Linked DNA regions of Capra hircus: region 1 is linked to region 2. Evidence: chromatin contacts called from public Hi-C data. All regions are on one chromosome and are shown on one strand. Each heading gives the region's core, a stretch centred on a gene start, on an enhancer-like site or on the middle of the called end of the contact. The rest is flanking DNA. Distances are from core to core; before and after follow the strand shown.

Evidence for each region. A called contact is a pair of places that touch in the nucleus more often than the background predicts.
Region 1: a contact with region 2 is called in a Hi-C map of blood, with 5 times the contacts expected there. The contact joins the promoter of ZFP36L2 here to the enhancer-like site in region 2. A contact is called at or near these places in 2 of 5 Hi-C or Micro-C datasets (both in blood).

What each region holds. Positions count from the first base shown.
Region 1 is chr11:25,388,801-25,393,919 of ARS1.2, reverse strand. ZFP36L2 (zinc finger protein 36, C3H1 type-like 2) reads left to right here and starts at 3,273. Exons shown (of 2, transcript XM_013967582.2): 1 at 3,273-3,662; 2 at 4,148-5,119. The coding sequence starts at 3,612.
Region 2 is chr11:25,167,534-25,173,049 of ARS1.2, reverse strand. No RefSeq gene overlaps it. Among named protein-coding and RNA genes, the nearest start is that of TRNAI-UAU, 140 kb to the right of the region's middle. Within about 2 kb of position 1,664, at least 3 of the 5 cell types and tissues checked have an H3K27ac peak or open chromatin away from gene starts, as enhancers often do.

The DNA of each region.
Region 1 (5,119 bases), core at 2,024-4,523, 220 kb before region 2:
CTGCTGTGGCTACTGCTGCTAAGTCGCTTCAGTCGTGTCCGACTCTTTGCGACCCCATGGACTGCAGACTACCAGGCTCCTCTGTCCATGAGATTTTCTAGGCAAGAGTACTGAAGTGGCTTGCCATTGCCTTCTCCTGGCTTACCGTTTCTAATTTGTAATTTCAGAGTGTCACCCAAAGACAGTTATCTTGATTCTCATAGCTTGGATAGGTCATAACCTCATTCACGTCCACTTCATCCTAGTTATCTGAAGAAACCATTTCAGTAATTGGATGTACTCTTGGTTCAGATTTTAGAGTCTAAATATTTTTAAATACTTCACAAGTGAGCAACCAGTTATAATTATTTTATTGATGTTTGAGGGTTTGATCAGGCAGGCAGAGGGGAGAGGATTTGATATGATCATTTATTACTGCAGAAAGATTTATATTTCAAGTATAATTTGTTTCTCTTTGAAAGAAAACCACCTAACACTAAATAAATAGAGCCTACTAGTAAAGAGCTGTAGGAAGAGGCATGGAAAGAAGTTAATTTAGTGTCCAAAGTTTTGTCCTAAAAAGAACAGAAAATTCCCTGGTGGTTTTGCACTATTCAGCTCAAAATGTGTTTGTTGTGATCCTGAATTACTTGGTTAGGCATCTGTGTATCCCACACTTGATGGAAAGTTGCCAGCTTAACATTTCTTTTTGTCCTGAGAAGACATGGCTGGTGAGAAGTCAGGTAATTGTTGGTACAACATAATGATAACCATGGTAGAATGATTATGAAACTGGCTCTAATAAAGCTCAGCTCACTGGAAGAGTCCAGCATTCCCTTTTTCTCCATTTAAAATGAAATAAAAGCAGTTATATAATAATAAAAATATTTCTACCAGCAGGTACTCTGTACCAAAGCATGTACCATGGCATGTTTGCATGCAAGCTCCAAAGTCTTCTACTCAGCTCCCAAAGTGGGTGTTCTCATAGGTGTTGACTGGGAATTACCCCAGATTTTGAGCTTGGCTGGTTGTCGCCAGCTTGGGAGTACAGGAGAGACACGTTTCCACTGGTTTTTGTATATGAAATCTTGTCACTGACTTTCAGTAGCAGGGGTGGTGGCCTGGGAAATGGCTGTTTCACACTTCCCTGATGCATTCCCAGGGGCAATTCAAAATATCCCACTGTCAGAGCCATCCTCAAACTCTTGCGTTTGGGTTCATTTCAACAAGGAACAAAACAGAGTCAGGGTTCTTGGGCATTCTAGGCTACACGTGTCTGCCATGAATGCCCAGCCTGTCTAATGATCAGTATAGGCTGGGTGGTGAGACTAAAGCAGTCACTCCTTCTGAGGTCACTGCCCTTGGCTCCAAGCTGGAGGGTCCAAAATTTGGTGCCCTCTCAGCTCTACATTCACTATTCTGTGGACCTTCACCCATCCAGCCATGCTCCAGAGGTCTGACTTGCTCCATTTTTTTGCTTTGTCAATTTAATAAGTAAGATGGAATATACTTGTTTATCTTTTAAACACCATAACAGATAACTCATTTGCATTGGCACCTTGACAAAAGGTGATAGATTAGTAAAGCAGAAATTATGTTAGTTTTACAAGGAAACCCAGTTGCCCAAGTGATTATGTGATTTGTCTAAAACCATGCGGTTTTTAAGGGAAGGAGGCTGAACTCCAGCCCTGTTTCTGATCCTGAAGTCCTTACAGCCCTGCCCTGGCTCAAGCACCCTGGATGGGTAGAGAGTCCAGCAGTTGGCTCTGCATGCAAGCTGAACTTGAAGGAGTTGGTTTCCTGAGAGACAGGCCTAGTTCATTCCTTCCCAGGGTACTGAGAGAGGGAGTGAGTGCAGCGGAATGTAAATAAGCACAAGGATACACAGCCAGAAATAAGATCAACTGGGCAAGGGGGTGTGGGTCGCAGGAGCTTCTTTCCCTGGCAGGTACTGGACCTTCCAACTTAGGCCCAGTAACAGCCTAGGCTGCCAGGTGTGCGAAATCATGGGCCGGACTCCAGCCTTTCAGAGGCAGCGTCTGCATAGACGCGGAGAAGTGTCCTGGACAGGACCCCAGATCTAACAGAGGCTTAAGCCTCACTGGGTGCTGGGGCGGGGTGGTGTCTGCCTCACACCCAGAGGGCACTGGCTGGCAAAATCTTATACCAATGCAGGCTTCTGGGGTGTGGGAGTGGCAAGAGAAGGTAAGGAGAGCCCACTAGGTGTATCCTCGGTGCCCAGCCTTGCCTGGCTGCGGGTAGTCCTCAGCGGGAGCCCGCAACCCAGGACGAGCTAAGGAAGGGCGCGGCGCCCTGAACGGCCAGGGAGGGTCTAGGAGGGGCGCGCCAGGCCAAGGCTGCGGCGGACGGGAGCCTCAGCGGGCAGCTGTACCTCGACCCCCAGGAGGACTGTGGAAAGCCGGACAGACCAGCAGACGGACAAGGCGGCGGGAAGTGGCCTCCATGCCTGCGCGGTTCTCCCGGCCTTTCCTCCCGTCCTCCCAGGCGGCTCTCCCGCCCGGGACGCCCCGCGCCACTCTGCGACTTTGGCCCTGGCTCAAGGTCTTGTGATGTGATTAGCAAAGCCAGCGCCTTGTCCTCAGACACTCAGCCCTGCCCGGCAGGCCTCGGCATTCAAGCCCTGTTTACTGCAGTCTGGGCGGGAAGAGGGGCGGAGAAACGGGCCCAGGCTCCTCCGGGAGAGACTGCCCAGGCGGCCGCCCGCGTGGCCGCTCCCGCCCCCACCCCCACCGCATCTCCACGTGCAGTCGGGACGCAGCCACCACCCATTAAACTCGGGCCCAGAGTCCCCGCCCCCCCGGCCAGAGGACCCTTTCCAAAGCAGCCGGGCCGCGCGGACGGTTGCAATATTCTTGCACTTTGCAATTCCCGCGCCCAATATTAAACAGAGTAGGAGATAAAAGCTCCGCAATTTCGTCTAGCAGGATCGGGCGGGGAAAGACACGTTCAGGGCTGCAGAAACCCAACCACGTTAGACCTGCTGGGGATTTCCGACAGAACAGCCCCAGAAGAAGGGAGCCGTATCCTCCCGCCACCAACCAGCAGCACCCATCTCCGCCGAGATCTCCACGCCGCCCCGGGAGCCCAAGGCGGCCAGCCCCGCCCCGAGGCCTCTTCGTCCCCTCCCCCAGAGGAAAAAAATTGGCGGCGGCCAATGGGAGGCCAGGAAGGCTCTTGACGTCCGCCAGCGGGCGGGAGGCGTTGCCTGGAGACCCCTACGGGGTCAGCGTTCTGTCCCCTCCCCTCGCACGCCCGCCCCGGAGCGGCCGCGCTCCGGGGGCTCTATATAGGGCGCGCGCTCGCGGGCCGCTGAGTTCCACCAGTCCGCGAGCTGCCGTCGGCTCCGCGCGGGGGGGGCGGGCCGGGCACCCCGGGGCGCGGAGGAGCGCTCTAGCTTAATTCTTCTTTCCCCCCAACTCCGCACTCCCGGGCACCCTCAAACCAGTCCACGCTGCTGCCCCCGCTCCCTCTTTTCTCGCCCCCCAGCAAACTTTCGGTCTCTCCCTCGCCCCTCGCCCGTTACTCGTCGTGGCTCGGGCCCGGCCGCGCCGCCCCGAGGGCTCCTCCGGATCTCCCAGTCTCCAGCTCCGACCATTAGAGGATCCAGAAACATGTCGACCACACTTCTGTCCGCCTTCTACGATATCGACTTCTTGTGCAAGGTACGCGGGTGAGCAGGGAGCCCTTCAAGTTCTCAGGCTTGGCCTTCTGTCCTCGGCTTTGGGGGTTCTCTTCCCGCTCTGACTTTTTTAGATTCGGGAAAAATCCCAGAGTTTGCACTGTTGCTCGAGCCTTGTGGGCGGGGAGAAGGAGCAGCTGGGAGGAAAGGCAGAAGGGAGTCGCTGTAGCTGTTAAGTTTCACCGCAGCCACGCTGCCCGGGGCTTCCCGGACGGGGTTTGCGCCGCCCAGGCCTGCGGCCCACGGCTGAGGATCACATGTCGCGACGCAGCGCGGCCTAGGGTGGGAGAGTCCGGCTCCTCCCAGTACGAACTTGATTCTTGTGCGCGTTTAAGTGTGGAAGTTGGGCCGAATCGAGATCCGAAAAAAGGAAAAAGAATCGGAGGGCTGGTAGTGGCTACTCCGCAACTCGCCCCAACTCTTCCCTCCTCCCTTTTCATCTCTTCCCCGCTCCCCTCCTCTTGGCAGACGGAGAAATCCCTGGCCAACCTCAATCTGAACAACATGCTGGACAAGAAGGCGGTGGGGACACCCGTGGCCACCGCCCCCAGCTCGGGCTTCACGCCGGGCTTCCTCCGACGGCACTCGGCCAGCAACCTGCACGCGCTCGCCCACCCCGCGCCTAGCCCCGGCAGCTGCTCGCCCAAGTTCCCGGGCGCGGCTAACGGTAGCGCGGCGGCCGGCGGCTCGGCCTCCTACGGCACCCTCAAGGAGCCGTCGGGGGGCGGCGGCACCGCCCTGCTGAACAAGGAGAACAAATTCCGGGACCGCTCGTTCAGCGAGAACGGGGAGCGCAGCCAGCACCTCCTGCACCTGCAGCAACAGCAGAAGGGGGGCGGCGGCTCCCAGATCAATTCGACCCGCTACAAAACTGAGCTGTGCCGGCCCTTCGAGGAGAGTGGCACCTGCAAGTACGGCGAGAAGTGCCAGTTCGCGCACGGCTTCCACGAGCTGCGCAGCCTGACGCGGCACCCCAAGTACAAAACCGAGCTGTGCCGCACCTTCCACACCATCGGCTTCTGCCCCTACGGGCCGCGCTGCCACTTCATCCATAACGCTGATGAGCGGCGACCCGCGCCGTCCGGGGGCGCCTCCGGGGACTTGCGCACCTTCAGCGCCCGCGATGCGCTGCACCTAGGCTTCCCGCGGGAACCGCGGCCCAAGCTGCACCATAGCCTCAGCTTCTCGGGCTTCCCGTCGGGCCACCACCAGCCCCCTGGGGGCCTCGAGTCGCCCCTGCTTCTCGACAGCCCCACGTCGCGCACACCGCCGCCACCCTCCTGCTCCTCGGCCTCGTCTTGCTCGTCGTCCGCTTCGTCCTGCTCGTCGGCCTCGGCAGCCTCCACGCCCTCCGGCGCCCCGACGTGCTGCGCCTCTGCTGCGGCCGCGGCGGCGGCCGCGCTGCTGTACGGCACCGGGGGCGCCGAGGACTTGCTTGCA
Region 2 (5,516 bases), core at 415-2,914:
CAGGACCAGACAAAGGCCCTGCTGTCTCCCTGAGCTGCCATCTTGGTGGGGGGTTGCTGGCTGGCTAGTCACCCCACAGTGGCAACACTCCTGCCTCCAGCAGGGTGCTGGAGTGGCTGCCCCTCTGCAAGGGATTGGGTGGAGATAGGCCCTGGAAGAAGAGGAGGAGGGGGTGGGGTTTGGCCACAAGCCTGTTTTTAAGCCTCTTCATATTTGTGAGCAAGCCTAGGGTGGGGGCTGGGGAAGCAAGGGCCTGCCTCGGGGCTCCCCAGGTAGGCTGCTTCCTGCAGCGTGTGCCACAGGGTGGTGACCTGCCCCTGAGAACAGCTCTCTGCCCCCTCCTCTCCCCCTTCATCCCCCCATCTTCCTTCATTTGGAAATGTGCCGAGTGTCTTCTATGTGTCAGAAGTGTCCCCCATCTCTCCCCATTCCCCCAAACTTCTGCTCCTTCCCAATGCCTTTGCTTGCACTCTTCCATAATCTGGGAAACCCTTTTTCTTTCTCCCTCTGAATCTCTTCCTCCCCCAAGAAGTCCTCCTTTCTCACCCTAACACCATCGCCCTGGCTCCCTCACACTGAAGCTCTCATCTCACTGGGCCTGGGGCCCCTCGCCAGCTGCACCATAAGGTCCTTAGGGGCTAGGAGCCAAGACTTCCCTTTCCCCACCACAGGCAACGAGCACATTAGCAGCTTTATCAGCAATGCCTCCCTCAGCCACAAATCAAGCAACAAGTTACTTTCTTGCAGAACAACCACTCCGGAGACAACTTTCACATCTGCCAGAAGATTCCAGATGCACAGCAGGCCCCAGAGTCAGCCTTGCCAGCCCAGAACCCCTCCAGCTGACTCCCTTTGGTCTTTCTGCCACGGTCATCCTTGCTCCTGGGTCCCATTGCCCTCTAGGCACCCCCCCGCACCCCCCCAACCCAACTCCATGCATCTCCAGCACCAACTGATATCCACTCTGCCACAAATGAGCTGCCCCACCCCAGGGAAGGAAGAAGTGGGGAGAGAAGGAGGGGTTCTTCAGGTTTCCCTTCTTGGCTAAAGACCTAGAGAGTAGGAGGTACAGGGCGGGTCAGCAGCGGGAGGGTCACCATACTGAAAGCTGGCGCAATGTATTTTGTCCTTCATTCATTCAGAGCAAATGCTTTCTCTACCCTGCCTCTCCTGCCGATGTTGAACGCTCCTGGGAGCCTCCTGGTAACCTCTTCCTTAGTTGAGGGTAGTGAGCACCTCCTGAGGACAGAAGATGTGACCAGCCCTAGGCGGAGCCACTCAGGAAAGACCCCCATGGTGACATTCCCATTGGCAGATGTCTCTCCCCTGGCTGGACCTAGAGTTTCCGTGTCCTGTGATGATGCCCCCAAGTGAACCAGCTCACAGACAGTGACCCTAGTTGAAGGCAGAAATGGAGGGGAGAGGGACAGAGAGGAGGGGCAGAGAGAGGCTGGGGATGAAACCCAGAGAGTGGGGAGGAGTGAGTGGAGCGGGTAGACACAAGGAGAGCAGCAGGCCCTCTGGGAGGGAGACAGGACTGGGGTGCGCCCCCTCAACCCCTCTCCAGCAGCCCCCAGAGCGGCTCCTGGCCCCTCCCACTCTCAAGCAGGAATTGCGGCCACTCCTTGGGCCCCTCAGTCACCAATTCCAGCACGATGGCGCCATCTGCTGTGAGGAGTGAGCAGCACAGCTTGCTCCATTAAGGAGTTTTGAGAATTTGGGGTGAGGGTAACTCCTCTCTCAGGCTTCCCAGGTGGCTCAGAGGTAAGGAATCCATCTGCCAGTGCAGAGGCCACAGGAGATGCGAGTTTGATCCCTGGGTGGGGAAGATTTCCTGGAGGAAGAAATGGCAACCCACTCGAGGGTTCTTGCCTGGAGAATTCCATGGACAAAGGAGCCTGGCAGGCTACAGTCCATAGGGTCGCAAAGAGTCGGACACGACTAGGCAACTAAGCATGCGACTCCCGTCTCATGAATCTCAGGGATCGCAGCCTCTGTTCTGGGCTCCGGGAAATAGTCTTCAGTGTGGGGTCATCTCTCATGACCCCCAGACACCTCTCAGGTGGCCAGATTCTTTCACCTCGCTTTCCAGGTCCCCACAGATAGGGCTGGAGCCCTGCCACACCTCTCCCCTTTGGCTGGACCTCTCCTCACTCTCTGACCCCAGGACAGTGTCTCCTTTCCTCTGACTGTCCTATGGTTACAGCTCCCAAGTGGCCTCCCCACCCCAGCTTTTCACAACTCACAGTTCCTCACCACCTTTCAGCTAAAGTCTGGGTTGGATCAAACTGAGCATGACCCGCCCCCCACCCCCCACCGCCGCCTGGGAGGAGGCCAGCGAGCTGGGGGCGGGGGTTGGCTGGGTCAGTGTCGGGGCTGGGCCCAACACTGGAGATCTTCGCTGGCCTTCGTGCCCTACTTCGCCAAGACGAGCTGAGATAGCTCAGTCTGTGGTCCCGGCTGTCGCCCAGTCTGTAGGCAGGGCTCTTCAGCCTTCTAAAGGCCTCTTGGGCTCCTTCTCTCCTTCCCTCCCCTGCTTCTTCTCCCGCACCCATAGCCTGGATTAGCGCCGTATCTTCATGGACTCTCCCTCTCTAGATCCTCGTCCTTCCTGCCAGGACAGTCCTTCCAAACTTCCAAGTGATCCCTTCACATTGTTCAGTCGCTCAGTCGCGTCCTATTCTCTGCAACCCCATGGACTGCAGCACGCCAGGATCCCTTCATGCCTCTGCTTAAATTCCTTCATAATCTCCCTGTTGTCTTCTGGAAGAAATGCAAACCGCCCCATCAGGCAGGCAGGGCCACACGCCCTCTGGCCCCTCCAGCTTCATCTCTCAACACCCTTCCTTTCGCCCTGCCGTGGCCATGCCAGGGGCGCCTGTGGTCTGCCGCACCTGGGCCTGCGAGCGCTCCCCTAGCCTAGAACACCTTCCCTTTGCTTGGCTTACTCCTCCCCTCCATGAAGCAGCTCAGACCTCACCTCCTGTGAGAAGCCTTTCCTGACAGTTCCCCAACCCTCCCTAAGAAGGTGAGCTCCTCATATATTATACAAACAACCCTCAACCTCACCTAGGACAGGGACCTGGTCTTTGTGGCAAGTAGATATGCAGGAATGAAGGGACAGATGAATGAATGAGGGCATCTGGGCCCGGGGCGACAGCCAGAAAAACCAGAGGACCATGCTTCTCTGGGTTCTCTGCCCTCCCCTACCCGCTGAGCCCTGTCCCTCGCTTGACAACCCCCTTCCTTGTGTCACTTCTGAGCCCTTCAGGGTCCCTACCCTACCTCACCTCCAGAAACCCCCTGGAAGCCTCTGTCTAGTCTCAGAGTGCCCTTCTCCACACACTCTTGGTTCTCCGGTAAGCAAGAATCAGCCCCCTTACTCAGCCAGGCCTCTGCAGTTTCCTCCTTCTGACCAGTCCACAGGTACCAGGTCTCCTTCCCCAAGGAAGAGTTACTGGGATCAGGGCAAGGAGGCAGGGTTTTTCTGTCCATTCCCATGAATCCTCCTGCTGCCTCACTGGGCAGGTCCCTTGATCCTCAGAAAGCCCACATCACTTCACTTGGACCTCAGACATGTTTTGCAAAAGGGAAATTTCATCTATTCTGCAATGCCATACCATTTTTGAGAGCAAGGGCCACATGGGAAAGCGAGACTTAAGGCAAGTTTGTCATAAAAAGACATTGTTCTTTCAGATGACTTACTCTGGAGGAAACCACCATCATGTCATGAGGACATCCAAGCAGCCCTAGAAGGGGATCCATGAGGTGAAGAACTGAGAGCCTCTGCTAACAGCCAGCACCAGCTTGTCAGGTGGATCTTAGAATCACATCCTCCAGCCCCAGTCAAGCCTTCAGATACCACAGCCTAGGCCAACATCCTGACTGTAACTTCATGAGAGATCCTGAGCCAGAAACCCCCTGCTAAACTGCTTCCAAATTTCTAATCCCCAGGAAGCATGAATTTCAGCTAAATTTTGGACTAATTTATTATAAAGTGATAGATAATACAGATTTGACAATTTTATGATTCTCAACTCCTGGCTGGCCAGAAGAAAACACACAGTGAGCTTCAAGGAAAGGGCTGATGACTAGAATTGAAAGTATACAGCTGCCCCAGCAAACGTGTACAGACATGATTATTGCAGAGCTGAGTCACACGTACCAACCCAGGTGGATCAAACCCGAATCCTTCTTCATTTTTCTCGTACTCCTTTCATCTTGATCTGATCATTCCTACTATTGACAAGCAAGGGAAAAAAGGAAAGAAGAAGCAAAAAAACCTTTAAATTGCTCCTTAGACATATCTCCATTTCCATACGTTTAGCTCGGTCTCTTTTGTATAAAATTGCTGAGTTTTCCAAGATTTTCTCATCCCTTCCCCTTCTCCTAGCCAAGATAATTTCCTGGTGCAGGGAGATGTTTATGGACCTCATGGTGGTGGGAAGACGGAGTTGAAGTTCTAAGTGGAGTCCTCTGCATTTGTATACACACACACAGGTGGGACAGGACTGGAGCCTCCTGGTCCCTGGGGCTCACTGGTAGGGGTGAGGCTGGAGAGCAGTGATGCTGAAGCATGTGGTCCCTTCTCCGGGCTGGTGGTACAGATCTTGCCTCTGTGGTCCCCAGGCCCTAGGACCACCTGGCCGCATTCTTCCCACTCACTCCAGAACAAGCAGTGTGCCATGAAGCTGTCTCCCAGACGGCTTTCCCCAGCCATTTCAAACCACCTCCTGGGTGGCATACTATTGCTTTGGCAGCATCTAGAATAGCTGCTTTGCACAGGGGACTGTCACTAAAGTTTCCTCCCCTGCTGCAACCTGAGTCAAGCTCTACCCACCCCTCGCAGCAGGATTTTCCCTCACACCTAACTGGGGTTTCTCCCACACAAGCCTCTGAGGTTGAAGGATGGTGCTGCCTTCTTCCCCCTTTCCTGGTCCCATTGCCATTAGCAGCAGCTTCTCTGCAGCCTGTCTGCTTCAACCTTGCTTGAAGCCTTGTTTCGAAGCCCCCTCCACTGGGCAATAAGCTTCAACAGGGAGGGCTACAGGAAAACAGGAATCATGGGAAAGTGAAAACACATCACTTTACATATCTGCATGCAGAGATCCATAGACACCAATATCAAGATCTCCACCTACTCAGGCCCCCATGGCAGACACCCTGGGGTGAGTGGGACCAGTTCAGGGACTTCTCAGTGTTTCCCCAGGAGCCCCACTCCATCCTGATCCTTTGTCTTCCCTCTCAAGATTGTTTTTTTTCCTCCCCATCTCTCAAAGGCCTTGGGAGGGAGGCAAAGAGGAGGGAACTATACCTCTTCTATATATCTTCCTAAGGATAAAAACTTGGAGGTGCCCCTCTAGCTGGTGGATTTCTATGGCTTAAATGCCTCCTGCCCCTCAAGGCTTCTGGACACAGTCCCCTCTGCTGGGCTCCAGACCCCTCCGTCAGCTGCTCCAAGACCCCCCTCTCTGATCTCCCAGCGGCTCTTCCAACTCACCCTGTCCCAAACTGAC